Linked DNA regions of Bos taurus: region 2 is linked to region 1. Evidence: chromatin contacts called from public Hi-C data. All regions are on one chromosome and are shown on one strand. Each heading gives the region's core, a stretch centred on a gene start, on an enhancer-like site or on the middle of the called end of the contact. The rest is flanking DNA. Distances are from core to core; before and after follow the strand shown.

Region 1 (5,845 bases), core at 2,958-5,457:
ATCCACCCTCTGCCCCATCTCACTGCCTACACACACTGCCCCACCTCACACAGGTGGCAGGGGAGGTACCATCCCCCCATTTTTGCAAGAGTTTGGGATGGGCCTGAAGCCAGCACACAACCTTCTTTTTGAAAGTCATACTCAAATCCCAAAGTTGACATTTCTGTGCTGGTTTCTCTCACTGCTCCTTGGATTCTGGTGTCCAAGGTGGAACTTTGTCCCGTGGGCTCTGGAGGCTCAGGTGCAAACCCAAGGATGGCTGGTGGGGAAAGAGATGGCAGACCCACCATCCACACCACTTCTTTCATGGAGATGGAGACCAGGGCCTAGAGCCATTGACTGCTTCCTGCAGGGCCTTTTAGAGCCCTCCTGGTTCTTTTTTCTCTGCTCTGAGACTGTCAGAGGGACCTGTTAGTATCAGATTTTAACTTCCCAGGGCCTCAGAGAGTGTCTGGCATATATAGATGTTTAGTAGGCAGGTGTTAATTGGAAGAATGATTTGCATTAACTCTCGTTATCTTAGGATATGATGAAGGTCACCTCTTTTCCCTGGCGCCACCTTGTAGAAATGGGCATTACTGGCATCACAGGCTTAACTCACTTTTTCTCTCCAGACTTTCCCGGCACCTGTGTTCTCCGTGTAGGGTAGCAACTCATCATGGTCCTTATGTTCTGGGTAGAAGACCAGACACACTTCTGCCCCCACGGACCTCCTCTCTGTCTTCCCATGGCTAATTCTGTCCCCAGCTTTTGAGTGAGCAGCTGGACTTGCTGTCTTCCTTCTGCAAGGGCGAGGAGAGCCTGTGTCACTCTCCTGCTTATTCTGAGAAATTCCCCAGACTTCCCTTCATTAAAAAGTAAACAGTGAGGATGGAGAAGTCAGTGTGGGTGAGGGAAAGGGAACTTAGCCACACCCTATACACTTGCTGTGGAGAAGGCAATGGCACCCCACTCCAGTACTCTTGCCTGGGAAATCCCATGGACGGAGGAGCCCTGTAGGCTGCAGTCCATGGGGTCGCAAAGAGTCAGACACGACTGAGCAACTTCACTTTCACTTTTCACTTTCATGCATTGGAGAAGGAAATGGCAACCCACTCATATTCTTGCCTGGAGAATCCCAGGGACAGGGGAGCCTGGTGGGCTGCCGTCTATGGGGTCACATGACTGAAGCGACTTAGCAGCAGCAGCAGCAGCATACATTTGCTCTGAGCATTTCAGAAAACTTCTTTAGAGCTCACAGACTGCCCTAACAATCTTGAGAATGAAGAAAATCCATGATCTTGTGAAATATTACCTAACCATTCTTGAGCACTTGCTCTGTACTAGGCACACTCATCAGATCCTTACAGGATGTAGGTCCTCTTACCGTCCCCACCTGAGAGAGGAAACTGAGGGTCAGGAGGGTAAGTTTCTGGGGAGGGTCAGGCTGCTGGAAATGCACATGGGCAGCCGTCTCAGTATGTGGCCCAGGCCACTCCCAGTACATTTTAGGACCGAAGCGGGGGCTTAAACCCAGGGAGTTGGGAGCTATTTAAAACCAAGATGATTTTGGGACTTCTCCGGCAGTCCAGTGGCCAAAGCTCCACTCTCCTGATGCAGGGGAGCTGGGTTCAATCCCTGGTCGGGGAACTAGATTCCACGTACAACTAAGAGCTTGCATGACGCAGCTAAAGAACCCACATACTGCAAAGAAGATCCGAAGATCCCGACTGCTGCAACTAAGACCAGCATAGCCAAATAAATAGTATTTCAAAAGTAATAAAAGTGAGATGATTTAAAACCAAGGATGGGAAACTATAATACGCACTTTTTAGACCAGCCTTGCAAATAGATTCTTGACTGTATATAGAGCACCACTTCCTAATCCTTGTCCTTCTCTAGAGTTGCCCGCCTTGGAAGCAGACCGATGTCCATCCTCTGTCTTTGAAGCATGAGCTTAAATGCTCTTGAGAAACATCCCGGGGACAGAATGTGTCCTGAATTTGCTCAGTGTGTGTCTGCAAGCCATCTAGGAGTCCTGGTTAGCTGGATGAGGTGTCTTCCTTTGAGAAGTCCTGCCCTGGCAGAAAAGGGAGAGACCCTGTCTGCAGGCTGTCAGCCAGGGACACCGAGTTCCCAGACATGACAAAGATCTTTCTAGAACTCTAGGTCACAGTGCCCCCAGGCCAGCCCGTGTTGCTTTGAAGTCCTTGGCATGTGGCTCTGGCAGCCTGAAGGATGTGATGGCTGCTGGCGTGGGAGGGACGCGCAGCCCACCGGGTAGTATGTCGAGGCGAGAGGGCCTATCCCCGGGGCCCCAGTGTGATGCTGCTGTGTTCCCTGGGACGAATCACTCCCCCTCTCTGGGTCTCTTCCTTATTCTCTATCAAATGAGGGGGTGAATGTCAGAGTGTCAAAGGCTCTTTCAGCTCAATACTCCCTCACCCTGACTTTCTTTGGTTAACCAAGGTACACATAGAGGAGAACACATATATCTAAGGTGTACAGTTTGATGAATTTATGAATTCTAAAATTTGGAATTTTTGTACACACCTATGAAACTACCGTCCAGATCAAGACATGGATCCAGCAGCCACCCACTCCTGCCCTGGAAGGCTCTCCTCCCCCCGACCCAGATCAGCTCTGATATTTTATGATTAATGTGTCTGCTTGACTGAGCACATTATTCTTTTTTGTTTTTTTAACTTTTTATTTTATATTGAAGGGTAGCCGATTAACAATGTTGATAGTTTCAGGTGCATGGCAAAGGAACTCAGCCGTACGTATTTCATTATTTATTCTTTCAGCTGCTCTGGTCTCAGCTGCAGCTCACGAGATCTTAAGTCACAACATTCGAACTCGTAGCTGTGGCATGTGGGATCTAGTTTCCTGACCAGGGAACGAACCCAGGTCCCCTGAACTGGGAGCGTGTAGTCTTAGCCACTGGACCACCGGGGAAGTCCCTGAGCACGTCATTCCTTCAGGCTCTTTCCTGTTCTCTCTGGACCTGGACTGCCACTGGCCATGTGTGGCCGCAGAGCGTGGAAAGCCTGGCTTGTCACACTGCTGTGTGCTGAGTGCACTGGCTTTTTGAGATTAAGTATGGAGAACAAAATCACTTGTTTCGGTGTGGCTTCTAGCAAATTTACGATTCCCTATGTGTTAGCGTTGCTCTGGGCCGTGCTGTTTTCCTTTCCGCAAGGACTTGCGCCCTGCCGCTTGCAGCCTCCGTGTGGCCTGCCTCTTCTCCGGGAGGTGTTGGTGGTACCTGGAGGGTGCCAGGGACTGCGGTTGAGAGTCCAGGGTGTGCGCATGGCAGGGCCGGGGCGGGGGGGCCTGCTTTCTGTAGACGTGTTCTTTGTGGTTTTCAGTGTGGGCGAGTCCTTGCAGGCCCCTCAGGTCGTGGGCTTTGCTCCTACATTGAGGTCTGGCTGTCCACAGAATCATTTTTGCTGTTTCTGCCTGTTTTTGAAAGCTGACATTTAAGGCCACTCCCCAGAGGTGGTGGCGCCTCCCTTGCCATGTTGAATGCCCGCTCTGTGAGGACCCTGGAAGGAACGGAGGTGGAGAAATGTACAGTCATTTGGGGTTGAGTTTAGGTTGACTCAGACCTTTGGGGGACTTTTTGTGGAGTCCACACCCTGAGGGGATCTCACCTTTTTGAAGCCTCTGCCTTCCACAAACTCCACCCCAACATCCTGTGGTGGGAGAGCCCCTCCAGGCCCGCCAGGACCACCTCTATGTGGCCGGCCACTTCCTGTCTGCCCTCTGGAGGGAGGGGGTTGATTCCAATAGTAGGGACAGATGAGGCTGCTTGTCTCTGTACTTTGGTTCGAAAGAATTGGTTTTGGCAAACGTGTCAAAAAATTTTGGTTTTAAGCATGTCTCAAATTCCCAAATGTATAGGGTTTGAGTTTTATTTTTGCAGTTTGAGACGTAGATTTTTTTTAACGTAATTTTGTTCATTTACATTTATTGTTATACTGTATTTCACTGGGTCCTGCTACCCTGGCTTGCTCCTTTAGCTATGATTCGATTTCCCATATACTTGTGGTTTTAAGGGGGACGGTGCTGTGTCCACTTGCACTGTGGATTTCTTAGACCTTATCAAACCTCTTCTTAATCTAGGTTGTCTAATGGCTAACAGACACAAGCGCGAGTGTTCTTGTTTCTCTAGATAGCCATATATAGCTATCACGGGGCAGAGGAACTTTGGACTTCCTTCTGTAGGCATCTTGAGCTGTGGGGCTTCCTCCTCCGGGTTTGCTCTTCGCCCCTCCCCCTGCTGCTGGGGCTCAGGTTGAGAAACACCTTATTTTTTTCTGGGTTCCCCTTTCTGGCTCTGCCGTTCTGCTGTGTTCACTCTGTGCTGATGACTTACACAGACCCTTAGCAGCACAGCATGGCAGACTGGGAATAGAAAAGGATATTTAGTCATCTGGGCTGATTACACAATGTCTCCAAGTCCAGCCCGTGGAACTTATCTTTAAAAACAAAAAAAAAAGCTAATATACTGAAGGAGGATAACCGAGAAAATGTGTGAGGCTGCACCTGGCACCTATTAGTTGCTTGATAAACATTAACCTCCCCTTTCCTCCTTCCTGTTAGTATTCTTGGTGGCTTGGCATGTTTTGTCTTAATATTGTGCAACTTGACCTTGAGGTTGTTTCTGGTTTATTCTTTTTTGTTTCTTTCTCCCTCTTTTAAAAATCGAGGTGAAACTCACATACCATAAAATTAACCACCATTAAAGACTATACAATTCAGTGGCATTTAGTACCTCCACAGTGTTGTACAGACTACCTGTATCCAGTTCCAAAATACTTTCATCACTCCTAAAGGAGATGGTGACACTTTTAAGAAGGCCAGCTTCAGGACTTCCATCGTGGTGCAGGGGAAAGGAATCCGTCTGCGAATGCGGGGGGCGTGGGTTTGATCCCTGGTCCAGGAAGATTCCACTTGCTGTGGAGCAACTAAGTCCCTGCGCCCCAGCTACTGAGCCTGTGCGCCTAGAGCCTGTGCTCTGCAACGAGAGGAGCCACCGCAGTGAGAAGCCCGTGCCCAGCAACGAGGACCCAGTGCAGCCAAAAGTAAAATAAAAAGAAGAAGGCCAGCTTTAGAGTCAGCTGTACCTGCTAGCCATGTGACTTTGGGCAACTGTTGTTATCTCCAGCCTTTGTTTTGTCATCTTCACAATGGAAATAATATTGATTATTAATATATTACAGGATTTGTTTTTAAAGCAGCTTTATTATGATATAATTTACACGCCACAAAATTAACTCACCCTAAGTCTCCAGTTCAGTTATTTTTAGTAAATTTACAGGGTTGTGCAACTATTATTGCCATTCAATTTCCGAGCATTTCCATCTTTTTCTGCTCCAGTCTCTAGCTCCTTTTGTCTCTCTGGGTTTGCCTTTTCTAGACCTTTCATATAAACGGAATCACACAATATGTGGTCTTTCACGTCCGGCTTCTCTCACTGAGCGTAATGGTTCGTTCTTTTTTTTTTTGAGCATAATGGTTTTAAGGTTCATCCCTGTTGTAGCCTGAATCAGCACCTCACTCCTTTTTATGACTGAGTAATATTCCATTGGAGAAGGCAATGGCAACCCACTCCAGTACTCTTGCCTGGAAAATCCCATGGGCAGAGGAGCCTGGTGGGCTACAGTCTGTGGGGTCGTTAAGAGTCGGACATGACAGCGACTTCACTTTCAGTTTTCACTTTCATGCATTGGAGAAGGAAATGGCAACCCACTCCAGTACTCTTGCCTGGAGAATCCCAGGGACGGGGGAGCCTGGTGGGCTGCCGTCTCTGGGGTCGCACAGAGTCGGACACGACTGAAGCGACTTAGCGGCGGCAGCA
Region 2 (5,819 bases), core at 1,946-4,445, 40 kb before region 1:
GGCACCCAGGCAGGGTCCCTGAACTCTGGAATCAAATTCAGGCTAGAAACCACTTTGTTGTTGTTGTTTAACATTCTTAATAGATAGTGCATTCATATGTTCAAAAACAGAACAGGATAGATAGAAGTAAAATGGTATATGGTAAAATCTCTCTCCTTCTCCTCTTCCCTTTGTACCTGGCTTCCTTCCTCATCTCCATCTCAGGCACAACTCTTTTATTTTTCTCTTGTGTGTTCTTCCAGAGGTGTTTATGCACATATGGACGAACACAAATATCTCTGTACTCCCTCCCCCGACTTTAAAAAGCTAGCTGCACAAGAAGGTGTTTTGATCATACTGTTCTGTACTTTGCCTTGTTCCATCACGATGTAGACTGTAGATCTATCATTAATGTAGACGGTAGATCTATCAGTAACAGTGCATAGAGAGAAGCCCCCTACTCTCTTTGTTTTTCCAGCTTCATATTTCTCCACGGCACACCTGTATCATTATCTCTTCATCCAGCCCCCCATCAATGAGGGGCTTCTGCTACTAGCAATAAAGCTCAATGATTCAGTTCAGTTCAGTTGCTCAGTCATGTCTGACTCTGCGACCCCATGGACTGCAGCACTCCAGGCTTCCTTGTCCATCACCAACTCCCTGGAGCTTGCTCAAACTCATCCATCGAGTCAGTGGTTACTTGAATGATGATTACTCAGTGATTACTTGACTGTGTCTATAGCAGCGACCATCAGCCCCAGTTGCCCATGAAAATGATGAAAGGGGATTTTAAAAATCCCAGCCCTTAAGTCATACTTCAGATGAACTACATCAGAATCTCTGAGTGTGGGACCAAGGCACACAGGCCGCCCTATGTCCTGTTGATGTTTCTAGGGGAAACTGGCCAAGAGCACAGAGATTTGCAACGTTGCTAGATATTGACAAGTGGCTTCCATGCCTGGTTGTGCTAACTTGCACTCCCACCAGCTTGTATGAGATGGCCTGAGTCTTCATGGCTTCACCAACAAAGCATGCTTGTCAAATTTTGCTTTTTTGCTAAACTGTTAGTTTTTTTTTTTTTAAGTTATCTCAGTTTTGCTTCAATTTGCATTTCTCTTATTAGGGCTTGAGACTGAGCATCTTCTCATTGTTTAAGAGCCTTCTGACCTGTCTGGTCATATCCTGTGCTCACTTTTCTTTTTTCTCCCTTCTCTCTGGCTGTGCGACAGGGCTTGCAAGATCTTAGTTCCCCAAACCCAACCCTCCTCACCTCCCCAGGAGTGGAAGCATGGAGTCCTAAGCGCTGGACTGCCAGGGAATTCCCTCTTTTTCCTAGGTTGGTTTCTCTATATGTCAGCGAGGTACCTTCTTCCTGATTTGAGTTGCAAATACTTTCTACTGCTCTGCTGCCTTGTTTTGTTTTCTTTTTTTTCCCCTCGAAGAAGACTTTTTACATATCTGAATGTAACTATCTTTCGTTATGGCTTTTGGATTTTGAGTCACGGTTAGTTTGGTTTCCCATTCCAATCTTATAAAGGAAGCTTCCCATGTGTTCTTATGACACTTTTGTGGTTTCCTTTATTTACAGGCAAATCTTTGATCCTTTTGGAATTTACCTTGATCTGCGGTGTGAGGTATGGCTCCATCTTTGGCTTGCTTTCTAATAACTAATTATCCCATTATCTTCATCAGGGAGTAAGGTAGGAGCTGCTTTGAGCTGCATCCAACTGGAATTTCTTTGTTTTTGCCTTTTAATTTATAGCAATACCAGCTCCTACTTTCCCCACTCACCTTCCCCCATGTGCCTGTTCAATGCTCGATTGATTTTTGTTTGTTTACCATTAAGAATTAATTTTATTATTAATTGAACATTGTCCCTGACCTTTGGGGTTTCTATTTACGATTTATTTTAGTTGATAACCAACAACAATGATCTTTTGTTGAATGTCTAACATATTTGTTGACAAGTTTCATTAAACATGAACCATAAAGCAAACCTATGATGTCAGTTGTAGTTGTTGTTTAGTCGCTAAGTTATGTTCGAATCTAAAGTGGTCGGTACTATTACTATTCCATTGGAGGAAGGTAATCAGAGAGTTTCTGAGGCTTGTCCAAAGGCCTACAGTTAAAAAGAGGCAACACTGGATGCGATTCAAGAGCCGGGTCTTGGGGGGTCCAGCCTTTTTACTTGCCTGAACCCTGTAACTGGTCTTTGTGGAATGATTGCAGGAGGGAATGAATGACTGAGTCAGTGAGGGAAGGAAGAAGACAGAATGAGTCAGCTCCTGCCCTCAGTGGAACCCAAAGGGGGAGATAAGATGTGAATGCAAATAACCAGAGCGTAAAGTAAACAGTGACCCCACCAGTGTTTTGGAAGCAGTCCACTTTCTATCCCCTCCTATCTAACAATCTTACTTCTTTCCAATTTCTCCCTACCTAGAAACCACGGAGCCCAACACTGGGCCAGGGCAGTTTGATGCAGTAAGTCACCCATGTGGAGCTTCCCTGTGGAGCTCTGCAGCCCAGGAGCCCTGGTGGGGAGGAGGGAGGTAGAGGAAGGGATAGGGAGGAGGGGGGGGTGCAAAGTGAGAGAGAGAGGAGGCGAGAGGACAAGAGCTTGAAGACAAGGAATAGGGAGGAGGTAAACGGAGTTGTTGTTTGGGGGAATAAGGAGGACTAGGGGAGGCTGGGGTAGGAGATGAGGGAAGGGAGGGGAGGTGGGAATAGGGAGGAAGGAGGGAGAAGGGGTTAGGGAAGTGGGAAGAGCAAGGGGAGGAGGTGAGGCGAGGAGCGGGCAGTGAATGAGGAGGGAGACTCAAGAAGGGAGGAGGGAGAGGGAGTAGAGAGAGGGAAAGGAGAAACAGGGCTTGGGGAGGAGGAAATGGGGGAGGAGTTAGGGGAGTGGAAGAACAAGAAAGGGTTGGGGGAGGGAGAAAAGAAGAGGAGGAGGGAGGAGAAGAGCGGGGAGGGAGAAGAAGAGGGGAGGAGGGAGAAAAAGCCCCTCTCTCCAGCCCCCTTCTCAGGGTTGCGCAACCCACTCGGGCTGGGATTGGTCGCTGGCGGGTAAAGACGCCACGCCCCGACACGCTCTGTGACCAATAGCGATAGGGGGTGGGGCGTAATGCGTCCTCGGAGGCCAATGGGCGAAGGGGGGCGGGGCTGCGTGGCCTGGGTCTAGCTCGCTTTCCTAGCGCACTCGGAGCCACCGCCGCTCTCGGAGCTCGGAGCTCTCCTTCTCTCGCTGCTGTCGCCAGCTGCCCGCCCGCCCGCTTGCCCGCCCGCCTTCCGCGCGTCCCCGCCCCGCTCCGCTCCGCTCCCTGCAGCCCGCCCCAAGCGCGCTCTTCTGTCGCTGCGAGCACAGTATCCCCACTGCGGCCCCGCGGCGATGGCCACCAAGATCGACAAAGAGGCTTGCCGAACGGCGTACAACCTGGTGCGCGACGACAGCTCGGCCGTCATCTGGTGAGGAACTTTGCATTGCTCTTCGAGCCCCGCTGCCTGAGCTCACAAGGGGCCTGGTGCGCTGAGCCGTCTTCCAGACGGGACGGATTAAGGGTCATCCCCGTGCGGTCTCCCCACAGTCTTAACCCGGGACAGCGTGGAAAGCCAGCGCTGGCTTTTCGCTAGCCAGAGCATCTTTTAGATTGTTCTGTGGAAGCTCGGCACCGTTCAGGCACCAACGTTGATGTGTATGTGTATGTGTGTGTTTTTCTCTTCTCCCAATCCAAAGGGTGACTTTTAAATATGACGGCTCCACCATCGTCCCCGGCGAGCAGGGAGCGGAATATCAGGACTTCATCCAACAGTGCACAGGTAGGGAGACGCGCCTTCTGGGGGGACTCCCGGTCTTTTGGAACAAGGTCAATGCTAGGGAGGAGTCTGAGGCCACTCTGGGCGCCCCCAGCGCTGGAGGAACCAGATTGGAGCGTTCGAAAGCCTCCACAAGCCTTCTCTCCTCTGGGCATCCAGAACAACCAGAGGTGACCGGCAGCCTCCTCCCTCTCACAGTAACCTTTTCAGGCGGGACAGCTCCTTTGCCCCCATGGTCACTAGCTTTCCACCGTTAACTCATGGAGTTCCAAACTCCAGGGTCCAGCCCTCCCGGGTTTCCCCTTTCATTAGTCAGAGAGCCAAAATAAAAACAATCCTGGTGCTTATTGAAGGAGAAAGAAATGGTTAGCGACAGCCCTCTCCTTTCTGCTGCAATCATTGTCCATGTGCTGGTGATGTGTTTTTGTTCATAGAATATAGAGCAGAATATGAAAGCGTACATACCATATGATCCCATTTATGTGAAATTTTAGAAAAGGCAAAGCTAATCTGTAGCGTGAAAAGTCAGAAAAGTGGTCGGGCTAGCCACTGACTGGGGGGAGGCATATGGAAGGTGGGGTGGGGTCTCAAGGGGTTGGGAATATTCTGTATTTTGATTTGGGAGGCAGTTACACAGGTGTGTACATATAAGAAATCTTTCAAGCAAAATCTTTAGGATTTGTAAACTTTGTGCCTTTCCCTGGGTTGTCTTGAACCAGTAAGTGGAAAAAACACATGCATGTACAACCACAACCTCCAATCCTTGCCCCCCAACACACACCACTGAAGCAAAAGGCCCAGCATCACTGGTAATAAGGCCCTTTAAAGCTAAGCTTGGAGGATGGGCTCTTTTTCTGGGCTCTGGGCTCTAGCTTGGAAATAGATATTTTCAGACAAAGGCAGTACGGCCTGAAAGTTAGGGTGGGGACCTAGAGTCAGCAAGGTAGGTTTGAATCCCCTTGTGGCCACTTTCTAGCTGTGTGGTTTGGGGCAAGTTACTTAATCTCTTGGGGCCTTGGTTTCCTCCCCTGTAATCTTAGAGGGCTGTCGAAAAGATAGGTGAGTCAGTGCCTGTACAGATGACATGGTCATTTGTGAAATAAATAAAAAATACAACACTATGCTCAAGATCATGCAACAGCCCCTTTCCTTTATTCAAAGGACTATTTTGAATTTATTCTAATTCAAAGAATATCTATAAAGTGTCTGCTGTGGGCTGGGTGGTACTGAGATTTACCATCCCCCCCACACAAAAAAAATCTCCCAACTAAAACATCTCCCAGAGCTACCTCTAGACCTTCACTCACTGCTTTTGGACAGGATTGTTTAAAATGTTGTTGTTTAGTTAAGTCGTGTCCAACTCTTTTGTGACCCCATGGACTGTAGCCTGCCTGTAGGCTCCTCTGTCTGTGCAATTTCCTAGGCAAGAATACTAGAGTGGGTTGTCATTTCCTTCTCCAGGGGATCTTCCCGACCCAGGGATGGAACCCAAGTCTCCTGCATTGGCAGGCGGATTCTGTACCACTGAGCCATCTGAGGAACCCTTTGTTTAAAAGCAGATGTGTAAAATACTATCATAACTCACATCTATTGAGGTGCATGGGGCCAGGATTGAAAGCCAGGCCCCTGACTCAGGAACCCTGTCTCTCAGCCACCTCTGTCCTTTCACCACCATGATGCCTGCTTTCACAAGTGGAGTAAGTGCAGCCTCCTGGGGTTTGGTGTATAACTGGGAGGCTCAGCAGTATTTTTTGCCTTGCCGGCTCTGAGCTTTTCTCACAAGCCAGCTTCCTTCCTCTCTGGACAGTAAAGTAGCAGTTTCCTCCTGCTAGCCATCCATCATCCCCACCCCCTGCCATCAGACTGGGGTCTTCTCCTCCCACCCACCCCCCAGCTTCTGAAGCTATTGTTCTGTCCATTGAGTAGGAGAAGGTGACCCCGGGAATAAAGAGCATCCTGTGAGTGGATTCTGAATTGGGGAGGCTGTGGTCAGAGAACACTTCCTCCCTCCCTGGGGCTTCCTTCCCCCA

The links. Hi-C and Micro-C count contacts between places; a contact is called where the count stands out from the background.
Region 2: a contact with region 1 is called in a Hi-C map of an unstated tissue, with 2.3 times the contacts expected there. The contact joins the promoter of COTL1 here to the enhancer-like site in region 1. A contact is called at or near these places in 2 of 11 Hi-C or Micro-C datasets (skin fibroblasts and an unstated tissue).

What each region holds. Positions count from the first base shown.
Region 1 is chr18:10,778,338-10,784,182 of ARS-UCD2.0, reverse strand. All of the region lies in intron 3 of COTL1 (coactosin like F-actin binding protein 1), which reads left to right. Among named protein-coding and RNA genes, the nearest start is that of COTL1, 39 kb to the left of the region's middle. Within about 2 kb of position 4,207, at least 21 of the 102 cell types and tissues checked have an H3K27ac peak or open chromatin away from gene starts, as enhancers often do.
Region 2 is chr18:10,817,500-10,823,318 of ARS-UCD2.0, reverse strand. It overlaps COTL1 (coactosin like F-actin binding protein 1), which reads left to right and starts at 3,195. Exons shown (of 4, transcript NM_001046593.1): 1 at 3,195-3,441; 2 at 3,710-3,792. The coding sequence starts at 3,365.